Linked DNA regions of Sus scrofa: all the other regions are linked to region 1. A link is a contact called in public Hi-C data. All regions are on one chromosome and are shown on one strand. The core of a region is the stretch at or near the end of the contact, and the rest is flanking DNA. Distances in the headings are between cores, read along the strand shown.

Region 1 (4,944 bases), core at 986-3,485:
CTCGAATTACTCCCTAGTACCACCCCAGAGTGCCACACACGGGGCAGCTACTCATCGGCCCCTGCCCAATGCCCCCACCAGGCTGGGCAGCCTAGGGGTCTCACACAGGCCACACGCTGCCCACAAGCCCCCAACTCTGCATCCCTGGCCTCCACTCACACCTTTCCTCCTGCCTGGCCAACGCTTTCCCATCCCCCTACTCGTCCTTCAGAGCTTGCCCAGGGACAGAGTTCTTGGCCCCGGTTGGACATTCTCCGGGTCCCCGGAACATGTCCTCGCAGGTGGCATCACCACTGGTAGAGATGGAGCCATGTATCACAGGCTAGGGGTCTGGGTCCAGTCTGCTCCCACCGAGGGACACTGAGGGCCCTCAGGGGCCAGGGGCTCTGTGTATTTTGTCCACTGCTGCAGACTCAGCACACAGCACCCAGCCCCGTGCCCAACATTCAATCCCCACCGACCAGCATCCTCTGCAGACTCTGCAGACGAGGCAGTGCTTCAGGTGGAAACTCAGGGAAAGGACAACCTGGAGAAATTCCTGCCCTCGAGGGGCCCAGCATCGAGATAGAGAACAATAGCGAGATAAGGAGTGTCTGGGGGCAGGCTGGTCAGGCGCAGGTTCCAGATTAGAGGCAACTGGAAAGTCAAAGACCTGGAGGGAGGCATGAGCCCATGGAGCTGAAGAGCAAACAGGCCGGTGTGCTTGGACCTTGGGGAGGGATGGGGAGAGCAGTAGGAAGTGGGATGGGCGTGCCTGAAGACCATGATGAGAGCCTGGGGTTTTAAATACAGAGAACACCCGACTCTGTCCAGGGTACCGCCCCAGGACCCCCGCCAGAAGCCTGTCAGACTCCCTCGGACTCTGGGCCACCCACAAACACCCCATCCCACAGGCCCAGGGGAGCCTCTCCTCCCAGATCACACCCCTCCATGGAGGCCAAAGAGACAGCCCTGCCCAGCCCAGCCCCCTGCTTCCAGGAACAGACCTTCAGCAAGCTACGATGTGGTGACTAGGGCCAGGAGCTCTGGGGTCATTCAAGATTCAGCTTGGAATCTGCTTCTGTCACTCAGTAGAAACTCTTTGAGCCTCACTTTGTCTGTCTGTAAAGTGGGTCCATCTGGTACCCACTTCACAAGATTATGGTATAAGTCCGGGCACACAGGGCGCTGAGTACAATGTTAACTCTCATTAAGCATCAACCAACATCATGAGAATCTGAGAGCCTGCGGAGCCTACAACTCTGAACCCCGAGTTCAAATCTGAGCTGCACCACTTACTCATGAGAAGACCCTGGGCAAATCACTTAACCTCTTAATAATGGCACCAAGCCCATAAGGTTGTGTTCACGATCAAAGGTAATGTAAAGCATTTAGAACAGAGCCTGACACACAGTAAGTGCTCTAGGAGTGTTTGCTCTTATTTTCATCATCTGTGGGAGGAGGGCTTTCTCCTCTTCCCCTCCCCCGCCCCCCCCCGCCCCCGCAGGAAGCACCCTTGACCTTGTTCTTGAATGTCCTACCCCTCCTCTTCAGCAACACGTCCCACCTGGGTTTTAACTTCTGACCCCTGAGAACATCACCTGTCGGGCCACCAGGTTCTGATCTTTGCCCCCTTTGGTCAGGCCCCACTTTTGATCCCATACAGATGTCCCCCAACCTAAATCTCATTCATTTGCTCCACTAGCTGCTGCCCTAAACCTCCAACTCTCAGACCCTCGCAGGCACATCCTCCCTTCAAATTGACCCCCATTTTTTTAGACATTCGCCCCCCTGCCCCTCCAACACGCTCCTACTTCAAATTTCCAATTTTGCACCCCTTCGCCACGCCCCCTTTGCTACCACGACCTCTGACCTACTCTACACCTCCCCCCTGTTCAACGTAGACCCGCGACCCACCCACGACGCGACCCTTTCCTTCGCGAGTCAACTTTGACCCCAGCGGCCCCGCCCCCTATTCCCGTAAACGCTCTCCCACCGCCATCGCCGGACCCCCCCCACGTCGCCTGGCCAGATCGCTTATCCTACCGGCTCGGCACCGCAGTCGCTCGCGGCCTAGCTGCTCGGCCCGGAACTTGGCGCGCTCACGCCGCCCTCAGCTCTCTTGCGCCGCCGCCACCACGGCCACTGCTGCCGCCATGTTGAATCCCCAACGAACATCCGGGGCTTTCCCCCCTCGCCGCCCACCAGTCCCCATAGCAACGGGGCTGACCGGCCCGGGGCAGGGCCGGCTCAGGGGCGGAGCTGGGTGCCCGGCAGGGTCCGCTCCAGCCTCTGATTGGTGAAGATCGTCCAATCGGAAACCTTAGGGAGGAAAATGCCAAGCCGGGATTGGAAAATTTGGAAAGGGTGCGGGGAGGCTGGCTCCAGCCGGCTGAGATTCTTAAAGGGGAAAATGGTTAGGCGCCTGCAACAGTCCTTCCCACCTTCTCTCAAAAGCAGTCATGGGGGGTAGAAGGCAGGCATGGGTGATTATGGCCAGAAACAGCTTTTGAACTTTTACTATGTGCCAGACACCCCGTCAAGTGCTTTACTTGCATTATCTTGCTGAATACTCGTCACAACCCTGTTATTAATATCCGTTTTACAGATTAAAAACTGAGGTTCAGCGGGGCGAACTAGCTCAGTTGGGATCATAGTCAATAAATAGTGAGTTTGGACGACCTTTGTCTGTCTGAGTCCGGGAACTTGACCTGGAACCAGGACACTGATTGATCTTAATCTTTTTAATAAGTTTTTTCAAAAGTATTTATTTGATTTGTTGGAGTTCCCGTCGTGGCTCAGTGGTTAACGAATCCGATTAGGAACCCTGAGGTTGCGGGTTCGATCTCTGGCCTTGCTCAGTGGGTTAAGTATCTGGCCTTGCTGTGAGCTGTGCTGTAGGTTACAGTTGCTGTTCGGATCCCACGTTGCTGTGACTCTAGTAGGGCGGCATCTACAGCTTCGATTCGACTCCTAGCCTGGGAACCTCCATATGCCGCGGAGGGGCCCTAGAAATGGCAAAAAGACGAAAAAAAAAAAAAAAAAAGAAGTAATTGATTTGTTTAAAAAAAAAAAAAAAAAAAAGGAGGGGGAGGAGGATGGGAAACCCCCGTAAACTAAACATTTTTTTCCTGGATTTCACTCACTGGTCTCCAGCCACTTTGCTAAAAAAAAATCAAGTACTCATCTACCTCAAGGTCATTGCATTGACTATTCCTTTTGTTGGGCATAGACTCTCCCCCCTGGTACCTTCATGGCTCCGTCCCTTCTCTTCTTCAGGGTTTTACTCAAATGTCACCTTATCAGTGGGACTGTTCCTGCCCACCCTGACTAAAGCAGCCAAAGTCCCTCTCACATGCTACTAAACCACTTACCTTCTCTGCTTTTTCTTATTTTTTGTTCCTCTTATCACGTTCTAACAGGCTAGATGATTAGCTAATCATAGTTATTGTTTTTCTCCTGCTGGAATGTCAGCTCCATGAGAGCATGGATTTTTGTCTGTTTTGTTCACTGTGGGCTGCCCATTTGTTGAATGGATGGTTGGATGAGGTGTAAAGCCACTTTTTCAGAGATACTCTTAAATGTTTAGTGCATCTTCCCTGCCCTAGCACAGTGTCTAGCGCATGGTGGGCATTTAATTAACATCTGTAGCAGCAATGAATGAGTGACTGTGTAATGAGGTTTTTTTGTTTTTTTGTTTGTTTGTTTGTTTTGGCCACCCAGTGGCATATGGAGTTCTGGAGTTCCAGGGCCAGGGATCAAATCTGAGTCACAGCAACATCGGCTCCTTAACCCACGATGCCGGGGATCAAACCTGTGTCTAAGTGCTCCCAAGATGCCCATGATCCCTTTGTGCCATAGTGGGAACTCCAATGAGTTTTTTTTTTTAAACCTATACCTTTATCTACTGTTTTTTGTTTGTTTGGTTTTGGTTTTTTTCTCCCTGTTTTGGCATATCCAAGGCATAAGTAGTCTCTGAGCTGGGGATCAGATCCCAGCCTCAGTTGCCTAGGCCATAGCTGCGGCAATGCCAGACTCTTAACCCACTGTGCTGGACCTGGGATCCAACCTGTGTCCCAGGCTCCAGAAATGCCACCAGATCTTGTTGAGCCACATCAGGAACTTTATCTAAGTTTTTTTTAAAAAACTGGTATTGGAAACACACATTTATAAGGAATTTTGTATCTTTTAAACACAAGATTATAAATATCACCAGTATCTTTCCGTATCGTTAAATATTCTCCAAGAACATTCATTTTAATGGCTGCATAAGATGCCATTCTACCAGTGAACAGCAATGTGTTTGAACCATTCTTTCTTGCTGCACATCCAAACGCTGATAAATATTTTGCTGTTATAAATGAGTCACATACACCCCTATCCAAGTGGCTAAATATTTGTGCACATCTCTAATTATTTCCTTTGAACAGATTATCACAAATGGTACAGCTGGGTCAAAGGAAATGTACGTCTTTAAGCTTTAATAATAGTAACGATTCCCAGGCTTCAAACATTTCTATGCACCGATGCATGGTGCTAAGCCGGGTAAGTTAAACAGCAGGGGCTGTGGTTATTCCTGCTTTGCAGAGGAGGAAACTGAGGCTTACAGAAGTAACTTCATTTGCTTAAAATCACACACTGGACTCATCCCCCGCTTTGACGCCCAGGCATGGCGCTCGCTAACTGCCCTCTGCTGCCTCCCCATGGCCTGGGACACACATTGCCAAATTGCGCTGCAGGGATTCGGATCAGACTCCTGCCTGCGTGGAGGGAATATGCCCTTTAATGTATCCTCGCTCCAGCATTAAACATTCTTGCTTTTCTGTTCTTTTGAAGTCTTTATGTCTTACCAAGTCTCTGTTTTCAAAAAAGCAAATCTAGTAACTGAGATGACAGCACTTTATTCAGGTGAGGGAGAATGGCCAGGTGCACCCGTTGCCTGTTCCATGCCCTGCACACAATTCA
Region 2 (4,944 bases), core at 1,392-3,891, 56 kb before region 1:
GCAGGCCACCCTGATCACTGCGCTCTCCCAGTGATGTCAAGGGCACTGGCCTTTGGGCGCTGAAAGCTCACTCAGAACCTCACAATCTCGGTTCCCCACCAGCTCCTTGGAGGGTGATGCGTTTTGAACCCTGTGTTGCAGACGGGGAAACCGAGGCTCGCCAAGAGAAGTGATGTGCCAAGATGAAGCAGCAAAGAAATAGCAGAGCTGGGATTCCAGCTGCATGTGACTCGAGCCCCTGAGTTACGCCATTTCCCCCGCTGTGCAGAAGCAGGGCTTGGTTTAATGGAGGATAGCTGGTGACCTGGCTGACTCTCCCTCCCATGGAAAGAGGCTGAACACAGGAACAATATTAACGGATCTTTATTGACCACCTACTATGTGCCAGCTCCTCCTAGCTAGACCCTATGCCTTGAGTTTTATGGACATTCTCTCTTATGACTAATCCTGTTTACAGTGCAGGAGGCTGAGGTTCAAAGAGGCAAAGAGTTTTTCTCGGTCCCACAGCAAGGAAAGCCAGAGCGGGAAATCAAATGCTGGCCACGCAGGCCCTGGCCACTTACCTGAGGTTCTGTTGGAGCTTCTCAGTCCTAATGTGCCACCCGCGGAAATTGCCTGGCGGGCGGAGGAGCAAAGGATTAGAATGTGGCCCTTCTCCAGGAAAACCCCCTCCCCACCAGGCTGCCACCAAACCCTTACCGAGCGTCTCCAGAGGCTGCTGGGTGGGACCAGTAGGGGGCGCAGGCTCATAAATGTTGATGCCTGAAAGGCGCAAGGAAGGAGAGCCTCAGGCAGGGCAGAAGCTGCCCTCCTTCCTCATGCTCCCCTCTCCCTACCCCAGGGCTCGACTGGAAAAGCAGGCATCAGTGCCTTGCCTGCCAGGCCAGAGCAGCCTGACACGGATGAGTGAGTCAGGACCCGGGGAGAGCCCTGAGTATGTCCTGAGAGCAGAGGGACAATGCTCAGAGGGGCTTGGCATTGTGGTGATGCAGAGGGACAGAGAGAAGCCCCAAGAGAGGCGAAATATTGGCAGAGGGGGAGAGGGAGAGGCACAGTGTGAGCCAGAGAGACCCGGGGAGAGTAGACAGATACATGAGATAGAGAGAGACGGAAACAGAGACACAGGAGGGACAGAGAGACACAAGGAGACAGAGGCACAATGATGGAAAAAGACGGAGAGGGATGTAGAGAAATAAAGAGGCAGAGTCAAGGATGGAGAAATAGAAGAGGGAGACAAGGAAACGGACGGAAAGAAGAGACAGACGGTCTGAGAGCGCGAGCCTAGGGGGAGAAGGCGGAGACGTGGCGAACTCCCGGCGGCTCCTGTCTCGCGAGGACCCCGTCGCGCACCTTCGGGGTTGGGCGAACGCAGCAGGTTGCGGTACAGCGGCCGCCGGAGGAAGAGCAGCTTCCAGGTGAGGCGCGGGGGCAGCTCCAGGCTCCCGCCCGGCGGCGCCCACTCCTGCAGCAGCAGCTGCCGTGCGTAGGCTTCGGTCGGCTGCTCGAGCGTGGGGAGCCCGGGGGTCTCGGGGGCCGCGGGCGCCAGCGGCGACGGGGGTGGCGGCGGCGACGGCGGCTCCTGGGGGCTCGCGGGCTCGTCCGCCTCCATCCCGCCGCCAAGCGCCTGTGGGTCCCGCACCTCCTCCATCCGTCGGGTCTGGGCAACTGTCCCGGCTCCTCCGCCAGGCTCGGGGTTAACCCGGGGCGGGAGAGGGCGGAGCCCGTCGACTGGCATTTCAGAGAGGGGTGTGTTGGGGGACGGATCGGGGCCCCCGGGCCCTCCTCCCTCAGACCCGGGAGTCCAGGGCCCAGCCCCTCCTTCTCTCTGAAGGCAGGAGTCCAGCCCCGGACCTGTTCCGTTTCCCAAGCCTCCTGCCCCAATTTCCCAGGGCCGCTGAGGATCCAGACACCAGCCCCGGAAGAGGGGTGTGACACAGGCAGGCACTAATGCCAGGGCTCTTGCTCTCTAATAAGGCCCATCCACCTCGTTAAGATCCCGCATGGCCGAATTAGAGGTTCATTAATGAAGCCCCCTCTTTCTCCCCACCCCCACTCTCAGCTAGGCGGTGGGGGTGGGAGGAGAAGCTCTGCCTCTGCTACTTCCTTCTCCTCCGCCCTCACCTGGGACCCAACCTTGGGACCCTGACGTTTCCTGTTCCGGAAACCTAGTGGGGAGGGGGAGGGGCAGTGGAGGACAGAGAGAGACCTGGAGCCAGAGATGGGGCCTCCCAGAGATGCCAGACCCCAGGGAGACCCGGAGACAGCATCGGAACAGGAAGCGGCTACCCCACCTGGGTAACAGGGTGCCTGGCACCCCTTTCTGGGGCTGCCAAAGCCGCCAGCCTCGGAGGTCATAGGGAGTTTGGGGTGAGGGCTGGAGCGATGGTGGGGGCAGGAGGCCGGGGTGCGGTGCGATGGAAATGGCCTGGCGGAGGAACCTGTAGGGCCAGATGCCCATGGCCACATCCTGCCCAGGCCACATCCCACACTCTGCCCAGGTAAGCACAGGCAGAGTTCCACATGGGTTACTGGTAACAAGCACCACAATAAGTGCTTTCTGCTTGCTGGGTCCTGTCCCAAGTGCTTACAGGTTCATTTCATCCACTAATGGGGTCGGAGGGGTGGTGTGTGGTTTAAGGATGAAGTTGCAGAGTTCCTGTCCTGGTGCAGCGTAAACGCATCGGACTAGGAACCATGAGGTTGCAGGTTCAATCCCTGGCCTTGCTCAGTGGGTTACGGCTCTGGTGAGCTGTGGTGTAGGTCACAGACTTGGCTCGGCTGGCGTTGCTGTGGCTCTGGCGTAGGCTGGCAGGTGTAGCTCTGATTCAACTCCTAGTCTGGGAACCTCCATATGCCACAGGTGTGGCCCTAAAAAGCAAAAAAAAAAAAAAAAAAAAAAGACGTGTTGCTACTGTTAAGGACCTTTTTATAGATAAAGGAAAGATAATATTGAATGTGTGTGGAGTTGGGTTCCATCCCCATGAGCTCCAGCACCTGTGTGACTGCACACCAACCCTAAGTGGGGAGCTGCTGTTACCCCTAATTCACGGATGAGGAAACACAGGCCCCCCCCTGGGAGGCCCAGTCTCCTACTATCCCAAATCACCCCATGCACTTCCATGGGTTCTTCCTGCCCCAGATTCCCAAAAGACGCCAGGAGCCGCCTGCTGCAGGCATTGGGAGTTGAACTCACACCCGAAATTGATGCTCCTGTAATTAAGGGCAGCCTGTGTGCTAGGCATTGTTCTAAATTTCTTTAAGTGGCGTAATTAATTCAATCTCCACATCATCTGTAGGAAATAGAGGCTATTGTTACTCCGACTTGGCAGATGAGGAAACTGAAACACAGAGAGATCTAGTAACTCACCCAAGGTTGCACAGCTGGCACGTGAGCAGTTGGACACCTAGTCTCAAATGAGATACGCAGGGCTACAGATTCAAATTGCACCCCCCCCCCCAGTATGGGGGAGAGTGGCTCACAGAAACCGATAGGGGATAAGGGTTACATTTTCTTTTTTCTTTTTTGAGGGCCGCACCTGCAGCATATGGACGTTCCCAGGCTAGGGGTTGGATCAGAGCTGCAGCTGCTGGCTCACGCCACAGTCATGGCAACTCGAGCTCCTTTAACCCACTGGGCGAGGCCAGGGAGCAAACCCTCATCCACATGGATACTAGGTGGGTTCATAACCTGCTGAGCCACAACAGGAACTCCAGTGGTTACACCTTTTTGAGTGTCTGTCTTTAACTCATTACATCTTACAACCCTGGGAGGGGGGAACCCCATTCACAGGTTGGGAAACTGAGGCAGGAGAGGTGAAGTAAGTAACCTGACCTGGAAAACTTAGGAATTCGTCAGGGGCCTGGGGGGGAAGGAGGACCCATGGGAGGGGGCGAACCAACTAATGCGAAACAGCCCCGCTGCACCTGGAAGCCCCCGGGAGATTCCCAGACAGACACCGGCAGGAGTCCATGACACACGCATAACCAGAGGCACTCCTGCAGCCACTGCAGGCACACAGACCCACACCCACGTCTGGCCGCCTGCCACCTGCCTTCACTGGAGGAGCAGGAGGAGGAAGGGGCAGCGTCAGGAGGAGAAGTGTCTGTCTAGTGGAGTCAGAGCTGTTCCTGGGTCAGAATCCAGGGCAGGGAGTGGTTCAGAGCCAGAGACCTACACAAAGGAAGCCAGTCTGTAGATGGAGATGGACGCCTGTCCGCCTGTCCTTTGCCTGCCCCCCGCCCCCCTGCACCTGCCACGGTTTCTGCATCATCTCCTTCTTGGGATCCTCACCCCCTTCTCTTACACACACACACAAACTCCTCAGCCAGAGGGGTCTTATGAAAGCTGAAACCCAAGCAGTCACTCTCCCACTTAAACTTGCCATGGCTCCCCAGTGCCCTTGGGAGGAAAAAAGAAAACCAGCCAGCTCTTTGCCAGTGTTTGAGGCCCTGGATTGCTGGTCCCTGTTCTCTCTCAGGTCAGGGATTTTGCCCTGGAGGTTGTTTCCACTCAGAATGCCCTGCCCTCTCTCCATGCTTCTGGTTCCTAAACCTTAGAACACATCAGATTCACCCAGGGACTTATTCAAAATGTATATTTTCAAGCCCCACAACTAGGAGTCTAATTCAGTCCCTCTGGGCCCCAGAATCTAAATTTAAGAAGCACCTACCTCATCGCTCTATACTATGAGAACTGTTTTCACTTAAATCCGAGGGATCCCGTTGTGGTGCAGTGGAAACGAATCTGACTAGGAACCTTTGCCCTTGCTGTTCCCGCCTGAACAAACTGCGCTCTTTCCTCCTCTTCAGGTCTTTGCTCAAATGTCACCTCCTCTGCAAAGCCTTCCCTGACTACCAGCTAAAACAGGCTTCGCACCCGCTCTCCTCTTCCCTGTCATCACAGCCTATTCTTCACCGTCAAAGAGGTTAGTGCTGCTTGTCAAT
Region 3 (4,944 bases), core at 847-3,346, 35 kb before region 1:
CGACCGGCCACCCGGCCTTGGCCACCCGCCTTCTCTGGGCCCCCTCTGGCCATGGCGGCCTGCTCCGCGGGCATCCCGTTTTCCTGGCGGGCACGGGCAGGTGGCGGCGGGCTGTCTCTCCGCAGGGAGTTGGAGCGTGTCACCGACATGTTCTCAAATTCGTCGAGCAGCAGCGTGAGGGCCCCATCCTTGGCACCTTTGCTGCCCCGCACGATGGTCTGGGGTCCGGGGCAAAGGCAGGGCAGGGGCCGGGCAAGGAGGAGGGGGACACAGGACGTGTATCCGACACACAAGGACAGGACGACACAACACACACAGAGACAAGACAGAGACGGAATGAAGAAATGCCATGGGGTGATGATGGGGCGGGGCGGGAGTGGCAGGACTAGGGAGGCCCCGCAGCCCCTCCCGGCACCTGGCCACGTGTGGCGGGAGGGCAGCTGCAGGACAACCTCCCCATCCGTCAGGCTGTCGCCCCCCCAGGATGGAGGCCTCCTGCACTCTGAGAGGCACCCCCTGCCCTTCCCTTGCTCTTCAGGCTGGGGGGCAGTCCCTGGCCGGGGAGGGGTGGAGGGGAAGGCGGCCGAGGCCACGCCACCCCGTAATCAGCCCCTGAGAGCAGCTAATTACAGGAGGCTGGGGCGAGGGCCCAGCTTGGCACTTCTTCCCCTGCAGCCTGCCAGGGCTGCTAATCCCAAACCCGGCTCTCTGTTCCCCTGGAGGCTCAGGGTGGGGTAAAGGGAGAGTCGGAAAGGTTTAGGCCCAAAGTAGACCCAAAGCAGAGGGCACGAGTGCCCCAGAAGCCAGGCTGGCAAATGAGAATACCCATGGAAAGTGGGTCCCGAATCCACTCTCATCAGGCACGGCCACCCACCCTGATCCAGGTCACAGCCTCCAGGGTTCACCCTGCCCCTCACTCAGCTGCAGACACACGGGCCTCCTAACTGCTCCTCAAACACACCAGAGGCGCTCCAATCTCAGGGCCTTTGCACTGGCTGTTCCCGCTCCTGGAACACCTCCCCAGCCTTCAGGTCTTTGCTGGAAACTCCACTTCTCAGAGGTATGCTTTTGCTGGCTGCCTGTGGTCTACAATGCCGTCCCCCTGTCACGCTCTGTCCTTCTTTTCTCTGCAGCACTGACAGCCAGCGACTTAGAGCAGGCGTACAGCCGTCCGCTGTGCAAAAAGCCATGGTTTTGTTCCTGTTTCTGCTCTGACTACGTCAGCGCCTGGTATGCAGAAGGTGCTCAATAAACATGTGCTGAACCTGTGAGTGAGGCAGGCTGGGAGGAGGCTGAGGGGAGCAGAGGCTATGGGCCCCCCAGCCCTGTCCTGTCAATGGGGTCCCAGACATCCTAAAGCCAGAAACACGGAGCCCACGAAACCCACTTACAGGCCGCCGTGGCCCTGTGGGGCCAGCCCCTGCCCCCTGCCTCACCCGGGCCTTGGCTGCCAGCCTGGAAGCCTGGCTCTGCTCAGAGACCTGGTAAAGCAGAGGCCAGACTTGGGTGCTGGAGAAAGACATGGCGAGTCCCTGGGGGCGGGAGAGACTCTGGGAGGACTAGGGAGAGGCCCAGCTGAGGGCAGCAGACACAAGTGCCCACGGGGCCCCAGTCAGGACAGTGCCAGCCCATGTGGCACTGTGGCACTTCCTGTGACTTAAGACAAGGTGGCGGACACAGTCCCAGGTAGGGCTCATGGCTGGCAGGCTGAGCGGGGGGCTTGATTTTAGGAGGTGCCAGAGTGGGGACAGAACCAGCAGGCAAGCAGCCATGGGCCAGGCAGGGGATGGAACTGAGGTGAGCTGGGTGGGGCCTGCGGGCCCAGGAGGGTCAGCACCCCGCCTGTGCCTGCAGAGGCAGCCACCCCTCCAGTGGCCCCAGCCAATTTGCCAGAAGCTAGAAATAAAGATCGGGATACGAAGTCACTTGCTTCTTTAAACAGAGGCAGAGATGTCAAAGCATCCAGATGCCCCCTGCACAGGGCGCACGAGCACCTCAGGGGGCCGCCAGATGGAGACGCTGGGGGACAGTGTCCGCATTCCTGTCTCTGCCCACCTTGCCCACCACCTGGGGCCCACCCCCACCAGGCCCGCACTGGGCACCGGGAGAGGATGAGTCAGCCGCAGGCCTGCCCCTGGGCGCTGAGCCTGCTGCCCGGCACGCCCATCTCCACCCCTCGGAACAACCCTGGCTGCGTTCCCCTGGCCCGCAGCCCTTCCTGGTTCCCGCTGCCCTTTGGATACAGCCCGTGCTCCAAGAAGGCCGGCTTCCAGGCTGGGGGCCGCACCCCCGACCAGACCAGCCTCACCAGAGGCCGCACCCGGGAGCTTGGACCACAGAGGCAGGAGGGGGATTAAGAGCATGGGCCTTGGAAGCAGACCTCCACTCAAACCCTGGCGCTGCCCTTTTTGCTCAAGACGGCAAAAACCCCAAAGACACCCCAATGCTGCATGGGGGCTGCTCCTTCCACTAAAAGCCCTGTCTGCCTACCGACTGCCTCAGTGACGCCTCCTCATCCTAGGCTGTCAGGGCTCCGCTAGGGCGGCCCCTGTTCCAACAGGCCAGCCTGGCCCCCAGGGCTGAGTTAGGCGACCTCTCCAGCATCCCCAGCCCAGCCCTGACCACTTGGCAGGGCAGGGGGGAACCCGCCTGTCCCACCACCTGCCATAGGAGCCCTGTGAAGGCCCAGGAGGAGTTGGTGGTCCCGGGGACAGGAGCACAGAGCTCAGGGCGTGAGGTTCCAGGTCAGCATGGGGGGTCAATGGTGGAGGGTGAGGTGAGGGTGGGGGGTGGGCAATGTCTGTCTGGAGGTCGGCAAGAAGGGGAGGTGCTGGCTGCAGGGTCAGGTGTGGGATCGTCCCGGGGGTAGGTGTGGGTTGGGAGAGGTGGAGAGTAGGTGCCAGTGTACCTTGGGGGCCCCGGGCTGGATGGAGGTGATGCAGGCGGGGTCAACAAGGGGCTTGGGCCGGCGAGCCGACTCCTCGATCAGGCTCTGCCACTGGCGGGGCAGCCCCGTGAACTTCTGCTCGTTCTGGTCGAAGCCCGTGTGCACACGGTGTTCAAAGTTCGACGGCGCTGAGATCTCAACCCGCTTCTTCTTCTTCCCGAACATGGCGCCAGGCTCTGTGTGATGAGGGCACGAATTTGCGCTCCTAACAGCAGGCCTGCGGGAGAGGGGGGAGCTCACCAGAACCTGCCCTTTCTCCCCCTCCAGTCTGTCCCCACACGCAGCCCAAGGAGTCAGGTCCCTTGCTCAGAGCCCTGCCCCATCGCCTCCCCTTCTCGTGCACACTGGCTTCCAAACCTCAGGGCCTTTGCACTGGCTGTTCCCGCTGAGGGGAACACTCTTCCCTGGCATCCACACAGGGCGCTCTCCCTCCCCTCCTCAGGCGTCAGAGCTGTCAGCGACTCCTTCTCTGAACGCCCCACACCCCAGGGTACTCCCGTCGCATTTCGGAGCGTGTTTAATGTCCGGAAATCCTCTGTTCGGTCCTGTGCTTATTAGTTCACTGTTTTCACCCCCCATCATCAGACCCTCAGGGCCACGGGCCAGGTCCCATCTGCCCAGCTTTATGGTGTCCCACCCCCATGCCCCTGCACAGAGGTTGTGCTCAGGGGCGGTTCCCAAACGCCCGTGACCCCCGTCCTGCTTTCCCGCCTGGAATCTGGGCTGCAGACACCACAGACCTTTGGTGACTCATTCAACCAGTGGTTTCTAAGCCCCTGTCCTACGTGTGACATCTAGGTAGCCTCACCGCGACCCTCCCACGTTATGGATGAGGACACTGAGGCTCAGAGAAAGGAAGCGCTTCAGCAAGATCAGCCGGCGGGGAAAGACCCACTTCCTAACGGACGCTTACAGACCACACAGTCCCTGTCTGGCTTTTCGACTGAGCCCGTGGCATGCAGAGAAGTTCCCGGGCCAGGAATCAAACTCACATCATGTCCCAGCAGCGATCTGAGCCGCTGCAGTGACACCACTGGATCCTGGACCCGCTGTGCCACAAGGGAACTCCCAACAGTCCCTGTCTTTAGGGTCTGTGGTCTTCCGTCTGCTCCTCAGTACAGTACCAAGCACTAGGTAAATGCTCCATGAAAGCTGATTTGAGAACGAAAGGGGCCGATGGGGACACATGTGATAGTGGTGTCCCACAGGGGGACCAGAGAAATGACGGGCAGGGGAGCCAGGCGGCCAGGGTGCAAATCTCTCAGCCGCCTACTATGTGTGACCTTGGGCAAGTGACTTAACCTGTCTGTGCCTCGGATCAACCCCATAAGGCTGCCAGGAGGATTAATGAGCTCACAGGAGCAGAGCCGGGCGCTGGGCTGGGCACGAACGGAGGGCGTTTGCTCTTCTGATGCTCAGGATTCCTCCGAGCAGTGCCTGAGAGGAGGGACCCTGGGGACTCCCCCCTGTCCCTGTCCCACACATGGGCCCTGGGGTCTCACAGACCTGGTTTGATGCTGGTTGTGCTAGAAGTGCCCTCGGGCAGGTGACGTCTCTTGTTGGGGCTTCGGGTTACTCATCTGCAAAACGGGAAGAAAACATCATTCCCCCGCTCATGCAGTCACTCGCCCGGTTTTAACGCACTCCTCTGTGCCCAGCTTTGCGCTGGTCAGTGCTTGGGACACAACGAGACAACCAACAGCCCAGTGTCCTGGGGCTGGGGGCACAGAACACCAGACTCAGCCTGGAGGGATGGCAGGGTGGGGATAAGGGGGGCTTCCCAGAAGAGGGGCTACAGCAGTGGAGACCCAAAGACCAAAGGGAATCGCACTGGGTGAGGACTTCTGTCTGGTTGGTGGCTGGCTCCCCAGCACCTGGCAGAGTGCCCCGTGCAGGGTCAGCCCCAAGCGCCATAGGTCTCGTGACTGAGGATGCTCATGAGAGTGTCTGGGACTTGGCCTGCAGCCTGTGGTTTTCCTGCTGGCTCTGTCCCTGCA

The links. Hi-C and Micro-C count contacts between places; a contact is called where the count stands out from the background.
Region 2: a contact with region 1 is called in a Hi-C map of skeletal muscle, with 8 times the contacts expected there. The contact joins the promoter of NCCRP1 here to the promoter of PAK4 in region 1. A contact is called at or near these places in 3 of 5 promoter capture datasets (fetal liver, liver and skeletal muscle), 28 of 47 Hi-C or Micro-C datasets (adipose tissue, alveolar macrophages, blood and 15 more) and 2 of 2 datasets of contacts at active chromatin or transcription factors (alveolar macrophages and skeletal muscle).
Region 3: a Hi-C map of skeletal muscle shows a contact between it and region 1, with 2.8 times the contacts expected there. The contact joins the enhancer-like site here to the promoter of PAK4 in region 1. A contact is called at or near these places in 13 of 47 Hi-C or Micro-C datasets (alveolar macrophages, blood, epiblast stem cells and 6 more) and 2 of 2 datasets of contacts at active chromatin or transcription factors (alveolar macrophages and skeletal muscle).

The regions. Positions count from the first base shown.
Region 1 is chr6:47,866,895-47,871,838 of Sscrofa11.1, reverse strand. PAK4 (serine/threonine-protein kinase PAK 4) reads right to left here and starts at 2,235. Exons shown (of 10, transcript XM_005664597.3): 1 at 2,026-2,235.
Region 2 is chr6:47,923,576-47,928,519 of Sscrofa11.1, reverse strand. NCCRP1 (F-box only protein 50) reads right to left here and starts at 2,641. Exons shown (of 7, transcript XM_021094363.1): 1 at 2,292-2,641; 2 at 1,351-1,728; 3 at 700-762; 4 at 564-615. The coding sequence starts at 2,466. It overlaps LOC110260985 (a long non-coding RNA gene), which reads left to right and starts at 771. Exons shown (of 3, transcript XR_002344653.1): 1 at 771-1,415; 2 at 4,810-4,925.
Region 3 is chr6:47,902,138-47,907,081 of Sscrofa11.1, reverse strand. It overlaps PAK4 (serine/threonine-protein kinase PAK 4), which reads right to left. Exons shown (of 10, transcript XM_005664597.3): 2 at 4,454-4,527; 3 at 2,909-3,164; 4 at 1-218. The coding sequence starts at 3,112. Among named protein-coding and RNA genes, the nearest start is that of NCCRP1, 21 kb to the left of the region's middle. Within about 2 kb of position 2,096, at least 20 of the 83 cell types and tissues checked have an H3K27ac peak or open chromatin away from gene starts, as enhancers often do. A contact at or near this core is called in omental adipose tissue and skeletal muscle, where this site is marked.